2 separate regions of the Mus musculus genome follow, and region 1 is linked to region 2. The links are chromatin contacts, called in public promoter capture Hi-C maps. All regions are on one chromosome and are shown on one strand. The core of a region is the stretch at or near the end of the contact, and the rest is flanking DNA. Distances in the headings are between cores, read along the strand shown.

What was found. Promoter capture Hi-C pulls out the DNA fragments that hold promoters and counts their contacts.
Region 1: a promoter capture Hi-C map of hippocampal neurons shows a contact between it and region 2, with 4 times the contacts expected there. The contact joins the promoter of Dpy30 here to the enhancer-like site in region 2. A contact is called at or near these places in 3 of 39 promoter capture datasets (the C10 cell line, embryonic stem cells and hippocampal neurons), 2 of 15 datasets of contacts at CTCF or cohesin (large pre-B cells and pro-B cells), 3 of 484 Hi-C or Micro-C datasets (B cells and the G1E-ER4 cell line) and 5 of 115 datasets of contacts at active chromatin or transcription factors (astrocytes, embryonic limb bud, embryonic stem cells and 2 more).

The regions. Positions count from the first base shown.
Region 1 is chr17:74,313,845-74,319,411 of GRCm38.p6, forward strand. Dpy30 (dpy-30, histone methyltransferase complex regulatory subunit) reads right to left here and starts at 2,589. Exons shown (of 5, transcript NM_001146223.1): 1 at 2,501-2,589; 2 at 2,200-2,272; 3 at 2,058-2,105. The coding sequence starts at 2,235.
Region 2 is chr17:73,302,150-73,307,906 of GRCm38.p6, forward strand. Capn13 (calpain 13) reads right to left here. Exons shown (of 23, transcript NM_001033444.2): 23 at 4,315-4,738. Among named protein-coding and RNA genes, the nearest start is that of E330032C10Rik, 54 kb to the left of the region's middle. Within about 2 kb of position 3,657, at least 8 of the 459 cell types and tissues checked have an H3K27ac peak or open chromatin away from gene starts, as enhancers often do. A contact at or near this core is called in the G1E-ER4 cell line and hippocampal neurons, where this site is marked.

The DNA of each region.
Region 1 (5,567 bases), core at 1,339-3,838, 1.0 Mb after region 2:
CTGCACACACGTGTGGAACTGTCAAAGAATAAATCAGGATCTAAAATAAATCAAGATAGAGGAAAGTATGGACAAATAAATCTGACAAAAATGTTCAAACAAGGGCTACAATTTCCCCAAATTTCATGAAACACTAAACCAAGTCCATGAATCCATTCAAAAATAAAGGAACACTAGGACGGGTTGGAGGTGGGATATAGCTCAGCAGCAGAGCGTAGGCCAAGCGTATACAAAAGCCTGGGTTCAATCCACACCACGAATAAACAAGTGCACCTCGACTCACACACAGCACACCTACAGACATACATAAGACCACACATACACAAGGTGTAAAACGTGTAACTGTGTGAAAAGGTTAGAGAGATGGCTTGGGGAATTAGATAAGTTGTTCTGCAAGCAAGCATAAGGACCTGAGTTCAAATCCCGGGCCCAAATGTAAAAAGCTAGGCACTTAAAAACTATAGACAGGACTGGAGAGAAGGCTCAGCAGTTAGAAGCACTGACTGCTCTTGCAGAAGACCAGCGCTTGGTTCCCACCACCCGCGGGGTAGTTCACCAATTGTCTCAAACTCCAATTCCAGGGAGGATCTGGCACACTCTTCTGGCCTCTGTGGGCACCAGGCAGGCACATGGGGCACACATACGGATGCAGGCACAATAACCAAGCACATAAAATGAATTTCAAAAGCCTAAGAAATATAAATAAGAATATAGACAGCCAAAGCTGGAGTTGGGGGAGGGGGTGTGTGTGTGGTTAAGAACACCAGTATAGCAGCAGGAGAGTGCTTGAAGTCAGCCTGGTCTACAGAGTAAGTTCTAGGACATCCAGGGCTACATAGAAAAACCCTGTCTCAGAGAGAGAGAGAGAGAAAGAGAAAGAGAGAGAGAGAGAGAGAGAGAGAGAGAGAGAGATCCTCATTCAATCCCCAGCATACATGGTAGCTCACAACTGTCTGTAGCTCAAGTTCCGGCCTTCTGATGTACATATATACCCAGGCAGAACACCCATAAAGCAGTAAAAAGAAATATATAAACCGGGTTCGGTGCACACACCTTTACTCCCAACACCAAGAGGTGGAGGCTGGTGAATCTCGGTAAATTCAAGGCCAGCATGATCTACATAGTGAGTTCCAGGACAGCCAGAGCTAATGACACCCTATCTCAGGGGGAAAAAAATAGAAAAAATAAAAAAATATATATACATACATATAAACACACAAACACAGAGAGGAGGGAGGGAGGGAGAGAGAGACAGAAAAAGAGACAGAGAGAAGCAAAGAGAGACAGAGAGAGATCACACAAATATAAATACAATGCAATCCTTTTGTAAGAGTCAGTTCTAGGTCAGGCAGGACTGCTCAGTGTGTAAGGAGCTTGCTACCCCCACATCTAACCTGAGTTCCATCTCCAGAACCCACCTAAGGGTGGAAGCAAAAAACCTACTCTGTAAGGGTGCCCTCTGATCTCCACACACTAGTGCACATGCATGAGCGAGCGTGTGCATGCGCGCACACACCCACAAGTAATAATAATAATAATAATAATAAAATAAAAAAGAAAACATGTCTAAGCTTACTTTCCGCTGACCTTGAACAAGTTACTCAACTTTAAGCATTCTGGAGCTGAAGATACATTCAAATTAGCCTGGTATATATCTCACAAACAGCAAAGTGTTGAATAAATTCTAACACCTGTTTGTACAACTTCTTGGAAACGTGGTCCTGCCCTTTTTTTTTTTTTTTTTTTTTTAAACCAGAACTTAATCCCTCGAGTCTCCCATTCACACACAAATTTTCTCCGGGAAGCCTCCATTTTCCTAACCAAACCTTCCCAGCTCTGGTTCCGGGATCATCTAATCTTTCATTTACAAAGTACCTTTATTTTTAGCCAAGTATTAGCATGCTAGTAAAAAGAAGCCACTTATAATCTGATACTACGGAGAGATCGCGGCAGCAAAGAGTTCCCTCGTGCAGAGTAGCCTAGTAAACCGATCCTAAGTTTTCTCCAGCTCTCAAGAGACCCATAGATGCATGCGGCAGAGAAACTGAGCGAGTTACCTCAACGCTGTCTGTGAGCCCGTACTCAGAGTGAGGGTTTTCTGCAACCTAGAAAACAAAATACAGTCACAGAGAGAGACATCCGCCCGTCCCGCGCTGCCTCCCCGCACACCGCCACCCTGAACCCAGGGCCTCCTGGTACCTGTGTCTGTCCCTCCAGCATCTGCTCCGACTCCATGGCGGACCCTGCAAACCGCAATCAACCGGATACCAGTCTTGCAAAACAAGAAGAGCCGCGAGTTAGTTACCCGGGAGATTTCAAGTGGAAGACGCCAGGACCCGGTGCGGTGCAGCCCAGCCCGGGACCCCGCCCCTCACCCCCGCGGGCAGCAGACGCGCGGGCTGGGTCGGGCCACCGACTGGCCGTCCTCGTCGCATCGCGAGGCTCGGAGGTCGTCCCAAGGATGTAGCGGTGGGAGGAGGAGGACAGGGAAGCTGATTACCCGCGCCAAGGCTGTCGGTTCCTAAGTGCCCTGCACGGCGCCACCGACTCACAGCGCGAACCGCTTCGGCCGTAAGTGAGGGACGTCGCGCTGCCGCCGCGCCTGCGCAGAGCGGCCCCGCGGGCAGAAGTGCCCGAGCCCGCCTAAGTGGGCCTACGCCTCTGCGGTGCGCGGGGTGCCTGGCCACCTGCCGGCTCCACCCTGCCGTAGATCTTTCTCCTTTAGACAGTCCTTCGTGGCACCTGGAAGTGACGGTCCCCGAGGAACCGAGGCCACTCACTTGCTGAGCGATTCTTGCTCAGGCTTTACTAGGGGCTAGAGGGCATCCAGCGGTTGATTACTTGGCTAATCTTACAGGCGACTTAGGTTTGGTCTCCACCGCCCACATGGTGGCTCACAACTATCCCTAACTCCGGTTCCGGGGAGCTGACTCTCTCTTTTTATCTACGCAGGCACGAGGCACGCGTGTGCTCCGCGCACATTCAGGCAAAACACGCATATATACGTATACATACACACATATATAATTTTTTTAAGGCCAAAGGGAAACAAGGAGGAGTGTTTGGGAATTCTTGGGCGGCTTTTATTCAAGCCCTGCAGTCTATGAGGATACCACGTTCACACTATTCTACATTTATGTCTAGATTAGTTTTTTTTTTTTTTTTTAATTACTTTCCAGGGATAAGGAGTTCAGCTCATGGTCGAGCGCTTTCCTGGGATAACCAAGGATCTTGGTTCAATTTCTACAGAAGAAATGGCTTTCCAGACTGTAGTATTATGGATTCCAACCTGGGTTGTGTTTGCTTGTTTTTACATTTTAAAGCCAGGTGTCTGAAATCCCAGCATTTGGCTGACTGAGGTAAAGAGGGTCAAACGCCAGCCAGAGCTTCCTGAACGGGAGTTCCAGGAGAGCCTGCTTTCCTGTAATTATTGTAACTGTTGATGGATTAGGATTTCAAGGGTATGGAGAGGTTGGAATGCTGCAAATCTAGAGACACTAGTTAGTTGTCTTGAACCTAGTTAGCTCCCTAAATAGCCTTTAATACCCACCTCTGTCAGGGACCTAACTTCTTTACTAATACTTCTTACTAGTGAGTTTCTTGGAATGTTCAGACTCCTAGCTAACACCAAAATGTTTCCAAAAAGCCTTCAGTTGGCAGGGCAGTGGTGCTGCATGCCTTTAATCCCAGCATTTGGGAGGCAGAGGCAGGTGGATTTCTGAGTTAGAGGCCAGCCTGGTCTACAGAGTGAGTTCCAGGACAGCCAGGGATACACAGAGAAACCCTGTCTCAAGAAAAAGAAGGAGAGGGGGAGGGGGAGAAGAAGAAAAGAAGAAGAAGAAGAAGAAGAAGAAGAAGAAGAAGAAGAAGAAGAAGCCTTCAGCTGTCCCTACAATGATTATAGCTAAGATTTCCAGACTTTCCTACAACCCACACACCTAATGTACTTGAAAAGAGCTTTTGTGCTTGGTGTGGTGGTGAGAAAAGAGATGGTTTAGTCACTTTAAAAACAAAAACAAAAACAAAAACTTACTGCTCTTCCAGAGTTCAGTTCCCAGGCACACACCAGAAGTCCAACAACCACCCAGAACTCCCGAGATCTGACACCGTCTTCTGGCCTCTGTGAGCACTTGAACTCACTTGCACTTACACAGAAATGTGGTATATATACGAATACATAACTAAAAATAAACCTTAAAATGTACAATCTGCTTCCTACCTACAAGTTATAGATGTTAAGTAATAGCTTTGGGTTTTGAGAAACTAAGCTCTGCTGGGCAATAAAGAATTGTTGGGCCCCAGCCTGACCATTCAGTATGCCTGGTATCAAAAGCAAACTGCCTGACTTCAAACCACAAAGCAGCGCTGTACCTTCCCAATGGTACAACATGTAGTGTAGGTGCACACACAAGTCCCCAGCCCCTCTAAATGCCCACAGCCTTCATCCCACAGGAAAACGTGGGGCCCTCAATGCTCTACTGAAGCAGTCTAAGCCTGTTGAGAGTCTGTCTGCCTGTCTGCCAGTCTCCTTTTTATTTTATATTTTTTAAGACATATTTATTTATTGTATATAAGTACACTGTAGCTGTTTTCAGGCACCCCAGAAGAGGGCATTAGATCTCATTACAGATAGTTGTGAGCCACCACGTGGTTGCTAAGATTTGAACCAGTCAGTGTTCTTTTTTTTTTTTTAAAGATTTATTTATTTATTATATGTAAGTACACTGTAGCTATCTTCAGACACTCCAGAAGAGGGAGTCAGATCTTGTTACAGATGGTTGTGAGCCACCATGTGGTTGCTGGGATTTGAACTTCAGACCTTCGGAAGAGCAGTCGGGTGCTCTTACCCACTGAGCCATCTCACCAGCCCCAGTCAGTGTTCTTAACCGCTGAGCCATCTCTCCAGTCCCTGCCTCCTCCTTCTTAAAACAAATGGCAAACAACAGGGAAAATTGGAATGCTTTGAATACAGAGCATTTATTTTACCATAACTGTAAAGGACAGAGCTCTGATGTTAACTCAATCCCCTTTGTCAGCTGCACCTTTTTTTTTTTTTTTTTTTTTTTTTTTAGACTTATTTATTTATTATATGTAAGTACACTGTAACACTGTAGCTGTCCTCCGACAGTCCAGAAGAGGGAGCCAGATCTCATTATGGGTGGTTGTGAGCCACCATGTGGTTGCTGGGATTTGAACTCCGGACCTTCGGAAGAGCAGTCGGTTGCTCTTACCCGCTGAGCCATCTCACCAGCCCCAGCTGCACCTTTCTTAACTAAAATTTTTTTGTTAATTTTGTTTGTCATCATCTTTTCCGTTGGTGCGCGCGTGCGTGCGCGCATATGTGTGTGTGTTTGTGTATGTGTGTGTGTTTGTGTGTTTGTGTGTTTGTGTGTGTGTCTGTGTGTGTGTGTCTGTGTGTGTGTGTGGGTGGGTGGGTGGGTGGGTGTGTGTGTGTGGGTGTGTGTGTGTTGGGCACATTCATGAATGCCACAGCCATCATGTGTTTGTGGAGGTCAAAAACCAATTCTTGGAGACATCTTCTACCATGTTAGTTCTAGGAACTGAAC
Region 2 (5,757 bases), core at 2,407-4,906:
CAGACTGAGGCATAACTTTAAGGGACCCACTTCAGCCTCCAATGCTCACATTGTGAGTTACTGCTCTTGGTTAACCACAGCCCGGAGCAGACTTCTGGCAGGCTCTTTGCCTGCAGGGCCCGCTGTGGGGCTGGACAGTTATTGGTAGGTTCGCCACTAGGTGTCACTGTCTCACCAGCATCTGTCCAGGGATGATGGCTAACTCCAGGTAGGTGGAAGAGGTTGTTCATTTTCATGCCGATAAACATCCAAGGTAGAGAGAGACGCATCTGCTCCCATGCTGTGTGGAGAGAGCGCGGTCCCGCATACTGCCCCGGACAGTGTGAGTCGCTAGGGCTGTTAGTGAACCAGTGGGTCTTTTTCATGGTGATTAAATGCTGCCTTCCGTGCTAGTTGCTGCTTAGACTCTTAGGAACTTGTTCCCCAACCCTGATGTATAGAATAGACCTTAGAGGTCCTTGTATCAGTCTTACTTTTCGGAGAAGGGGCCCAGACAGAGAAAGCCTTCCCCCTAGGACATCGCCCAATAGAGGCAGAGCAGACCTGAGCCTTAGGCTGGGTGGTTCTGGGTTAAGGCTGTCTAAGCCACCATGTTCCTTGTTTTCCACTGTGCTCCATCAACTCTGCTCTTACCATTCACAGAGCAATCAGTGTATGCTCTGATCTTTGTTGCTGCCCTGAGCTGGAAACATATATAGACATAAGATACCATGGCATGTGATAGACCCAAACAGTGTGTGTCTCAGGGGCAGCATAGGTCGGGAGCAGGCGATTTTCCTCTCTTTGGTCAAGAGCTCTTTTCCAAGACTCTTTCTGGGGGCATAAAAGGGACAGTGGATTCAAAGATTATGGGGACAGGTCCACAAATAATCTATTATCAAGTGGAAGTGGTATATACATTCATGATCAGGCCCAAGAGGGTCCTGCGGGTGCAAGCAAGTTACACCAAGTTGTCTGAATGTGTGTATTTTCTCCTCCTGCTTCAGTGCCTTCTGCTCTAAAGCATGAGCCTATAGTTTTGTGGGAAGATGATGGTTCTGTGTGTCATACAGGAGCCACCCAGAAGTGGACAGCTGCAGCATTCTAGCCCCCTCTTTGGGACAACCGTGAGATGGCAGTGAAGGAAACGTTAGGAAGGACACAGGGTTGTATATTTGGCTGTGGCAACTCGGATGATACCCAGGTTACGGTCCTCATAAAGACCACTGGACACTTGCTGGCCCAGGAACCTTAGAAGGTAGAAGAGTTGAAGCAGCAACTATGACCACCAGGGGGCAGTATTTCACCACATTCTGCTTAATCCAGGACCATTCTCCCAACACTGAAGAAAGTTATGTCTTCTTAGGGAATTGCAATAATGTTCTGGGTGCAGAAAATGGATAGGTATATCAGCCTGGACTGAAATCTACTTCCCAAAGGCAGTATTGTTTCTCTTGTCGCACCTTATAACCCAGCAGCTATGGAGTCAACACAGCCGCAAAACCAAAGAAGCATCCATGTGTTCGCCAACTTTGCACGCAGGCAGTTCTTCGGTGGCCCAGAGTTACTCGGAGTTGTTCTCTGAGGACATTTTGTGGTTTCAGATCGAAGGATACAGAGTTCTAGGTATGTCCCATATGCAGCATGTGGGAGAACAACCAATGTATCCAAACCCATTTGCAGATGATGATGGCATGCCCCAGCGTCAAAAGGATGGGCACCGCTGCCTGTGGCTAGAGACTCCAGCCTGTGCACGTCCGAGAACCAGCCTTCTTTTCCTCCTCTGCCTTCTATCAGGCTGCAAAATAGAGCCCCATTACCCATTCAGCATTCGTCGTCTTCAGATGTGGCCAGACTCACACTGCCGCAGCCGCATGCCACTGCCGCAGTGATTATTGACCGCTCTGCTGGGATATCAAGCACTTTGGGCTTGGCTGGGGGACCATTAATCAACAACCTTGTCAGAGTGATGGATTCTGTTAGGATTATTGCTTAATTAGCTTGTTTAGGGCAAGAAAATCAACCAGGACATTAGTTCTCTAGCCAGAAGGAAGAGGGAAAATGAGCAGAACTGGTGGGAAGGGGCCTTGGAGCTCCCGGGGAGGGAGCCAGGGTCTCGAGGGCGTGGAGGGAGGGGCCTCTGATAGAGCAAGCCTTATGCTTGAAGTCGACAGACCTTTTTACTCCTTTTGGCTGTCGTGGCTGGGCAGAGAGATGCCCCGATTCAGTGGAGTTGAAGAACAGTGATACGTGATGCGTCAGTCAAGGAGCATGTCCATTCCCCAGGGAGCTTTAAAAAAATTCAAATTCCCAAGTTTAGGTTCGAATTCGCCCGTTCAGAATCTCTGAAGATTTTTATTGTTGTCGGTGTTGTTCTGTTTTGTTTTCTAAGACAAGTTATTCCAGGTGAGTTTTTATTCACAACAGGATGTGGGAGCCTCGGCTTCGGAGGTTGTGAGAGTTAACTCCGGTGACCACCTTTCTTTCTACCAGATATGCATTTCCTGTGGGGCGTGGGCGAGCTTTATCTCCAACATCCCTACCAGCTTCTATGCATGCTGGTCGTCTTCCCCCACACTCCTCTTTGGTCTCTATTTCGTCCTCTCTCTCCTGGCTTTTCTTATATTGCTCCTTGCCTACCTTTTTTTTTTTTTTTTTCTGAAGTCCCCTTCCCAGGTCTTTCCATCCCCCATCTTTCCTTTCTTCTCTCCATCTTCTTTTTCCACCCGTGCAGATGACTATCTCTTGGCACCAGGCTCATTTTACACCCCCTCTCTATTCTTTCCTATCTGGCAGGGGCTGGAAGTCTGAAAATGGCTTTTCCGAGAGAGAATTACAGATACAATTGCAGCTCACCATCGATATGTGCTTGTGTGGAGCTTAGAAGGCACAAGAGGAGGTCTTGTGGGGGAAACTGAGTCCCAGAAAGCATCCGTAAACGCATATGCAGTGGTTGGGGGTGGACTCCTCCGGCTTTGCTCCTCCCCAAAATAGGAATGAAGACCTGCTTGTTTCTCAGTTTTTCCAGGTTCACGGGATGTGTGTAGTATTCACAGAAGGCAACCACAGAGGTGGAGGGAGGATCCTGGTCTGAATTGCTGTGGACAGCAGTCTAGTAAATGAAAAAGAAGTCTGGCCAGCCCCAGGGCTGCTCTCTGTTGACCCTATGACCAACCCAGGCCAACCCAGAAGGGGATCAGGGTCACATGTGGCTGAGGCAGCCAAGGGAGCAGGTGTGCTAGAGTTTCTACGTAGATATTCAGAGGATCACCTCTGAGCTCTTCAGAACGGCTGGTTCAGGTCTTCTGGAGCTGCTCTTGTAACAGAGCACGGGCGGCCCCGATATTTTTGCATGCAGAAGATCGTATGTAACGGAACAATCCAGCCCATTAGCTATTTTATTCTAAATTTCATGACGGTGGATGGGAAATGACCAAGAGCAACGCCCTGTAATATGGCTATGTTTGCTGTCTGTGTAGTGAATGTGGTCACTTCCAAATGGTGACCTTGTTCTTGCATGACCAATCCTGCCAGTGCTGTCCATTTTCTAGTGAGGGTTTCTCACAAAATCACGGTCGGAAGATTTTCATCTTCCTGTCCTTTCCACACACAGACATTTGCGGTTTGAATCCCTCAAGCTCTTGTAGCTTGTAGAATGAATAGCTGTTCTCCAGCAGGTGGCGCTGTTTAGGAGGCTGTGGAACCTTTAGGAGCTGGGGACCCAGTTCATAAGGAGTCTAGGTCTCTAGAAGTGGGATTTGAAGGCTCTATAGCCTGGTGCCTGGTTCTGGTCCTACTGTTTCAGCATCCTAGCCCACTACAATGTGAGGAGCCCGTACCGTATGCTCCCTGGGCACTGCCAGCCCTTTGCCGCCACAGCGGACTAAAATCGCATCATGCAGTAAGTCGGAATAAACCTTTCTTCTCTGAAGTTTTTGTATGGGGGAATTCCATCACACAGATGAGGAAACCAGCCAGTACAATCCCTTCCTGGGAAATGCTTCCAGTGTTGAGCTCTTAGGCTGCACAACCTCCATAGCAGGGTCTGGCCTGGTGAGCTTTTGAAATGACCATGATTCTAAACGATCATTTTGAGATACCCAAGGACCACGTGGTGAACGAGGAGAAGGAGGAAGAGGAGGGGAGGGAGAGGGAGAGGGAGAGTGAGAGGGAGAGGGAGAGGGAGAGGGGGAGGGGGAGGGGGAGGGGAGGGGAGGGGGAGGGGGAGGGGGAGGAGGAGGAGGAGCAGGTGCCTACTTTTTGGCATAGCATTCCCATCCCCAGTTGTACTTTTAAAACCAGATCCAAGGGTCTTTCACACCAAGAATTTTTCGTAGAAATAAATTTTATTTGGCCATTTAGCTGTGAAACAACTCTGCTGCAGCTACAAAAGAATGTGGTTATTTGGCAAATGGCACTGAGTAGACCATTCCTGGGTCAGCAACACCACCTGGGGGGTGCATAAACTGGATCAGACTGGTTTTCCCAAGAAATGGATCCAGGGAGAGTGTGGGAAGGGGATGGAATGTCAGCAGGAGTGAACGTTTCCTGTTTTGTTTTCCTGCAAGTGCCTGCTGATATCAGCACGTGCTCTGATGACCTAGGGTTGATCGGAGCCTGCCTCAGCCAGGACCTCAGTCTAGGCTCTTCGAAGGCATCTTTGACTCCATTTCAAATACCAGGTTTAGCTGCAGACCGTAGGGGTTGGCACAGCTCCATGGGGACAGCCGTTTCCTCGAGTGACCACTGGGAACATGTCCTAGAGAAAGACACAGAATCTCATAGCAAAGGGCCCAGGGAGAGCAAAGTTTGTTCCTGTCTTCAAGTGAGCATGGAGGCCCAACCCCATTCCTACTATGTGGAACAGATAATAGGCCTGGGAATTTCCCACTGTGAGCGTGACTGGTCCCCTCAGAAGGTACCCCCCTCCCAGTAGATGGGAATGGCTTTATCCTCAAGATCCACAAAAGACACTACCCCATTTGCGCCACTCTGCCTGCAGCTGGAATTCAAACCACAGCTCACCCAAAATAATAGCCCTGTGTGTGCCTGCAGCAGTCAAAAGTGTCATGGAGTCAGCCCCTGTTTTGTCCTCCTGTGGACAAACCAGATGGACCCCTCTGCCCTCTGCCCTCTGCATGCTTCAGTCTGCTGTTGTCTCAAGTGTGTGTGGCTCAGATTAAGTGACAACCTTGCATAGACATCTCTCCTGCAAATATAACATGTCCTTGCCCATGGGTGTTAGGGTCCCTGGCTTTCCTTCCCAGTTGCTCTCCCCTTCTTTCAAGTCCTAAATATTTTACTTTCAGGATTGTTTTCTACCCGTTGTATTGATTTTCTAGTAAGAATTCAATCTTATACATATAATTTGAAAACTCAATCATTGCTACAAGCCATGAAGGAAAAGGGGCAGATTGCTACATCCTTCCTGTCCCCAGATTTCCTCAGAATTGCTCTGGAAGCTTCAGCCCACATTTCTAAACTGCAAACTTAGGCAGCAGCTCCCTCACTTGCCAATTTTAAAAGCCCATCGATTTCTGTGATGGACGACAGGGCTGGGTGTTCCTTGCCCACTTTTATATCTCTATCGTCTCTCTCTTCATCCTTCTAATATATTTAGGCCACACTTTTTGTTAAATCAATATTTAATTTCTACTTTATTACAATTATATATGTACTGCTCACTGCAAAGTGAGGAAACACTCTTGGATCACATTTTCTTCTTTCTGTAACTTTTTGTTCTTCCAGGAGTTACTAATTACCTCATTTTTTTTTTTT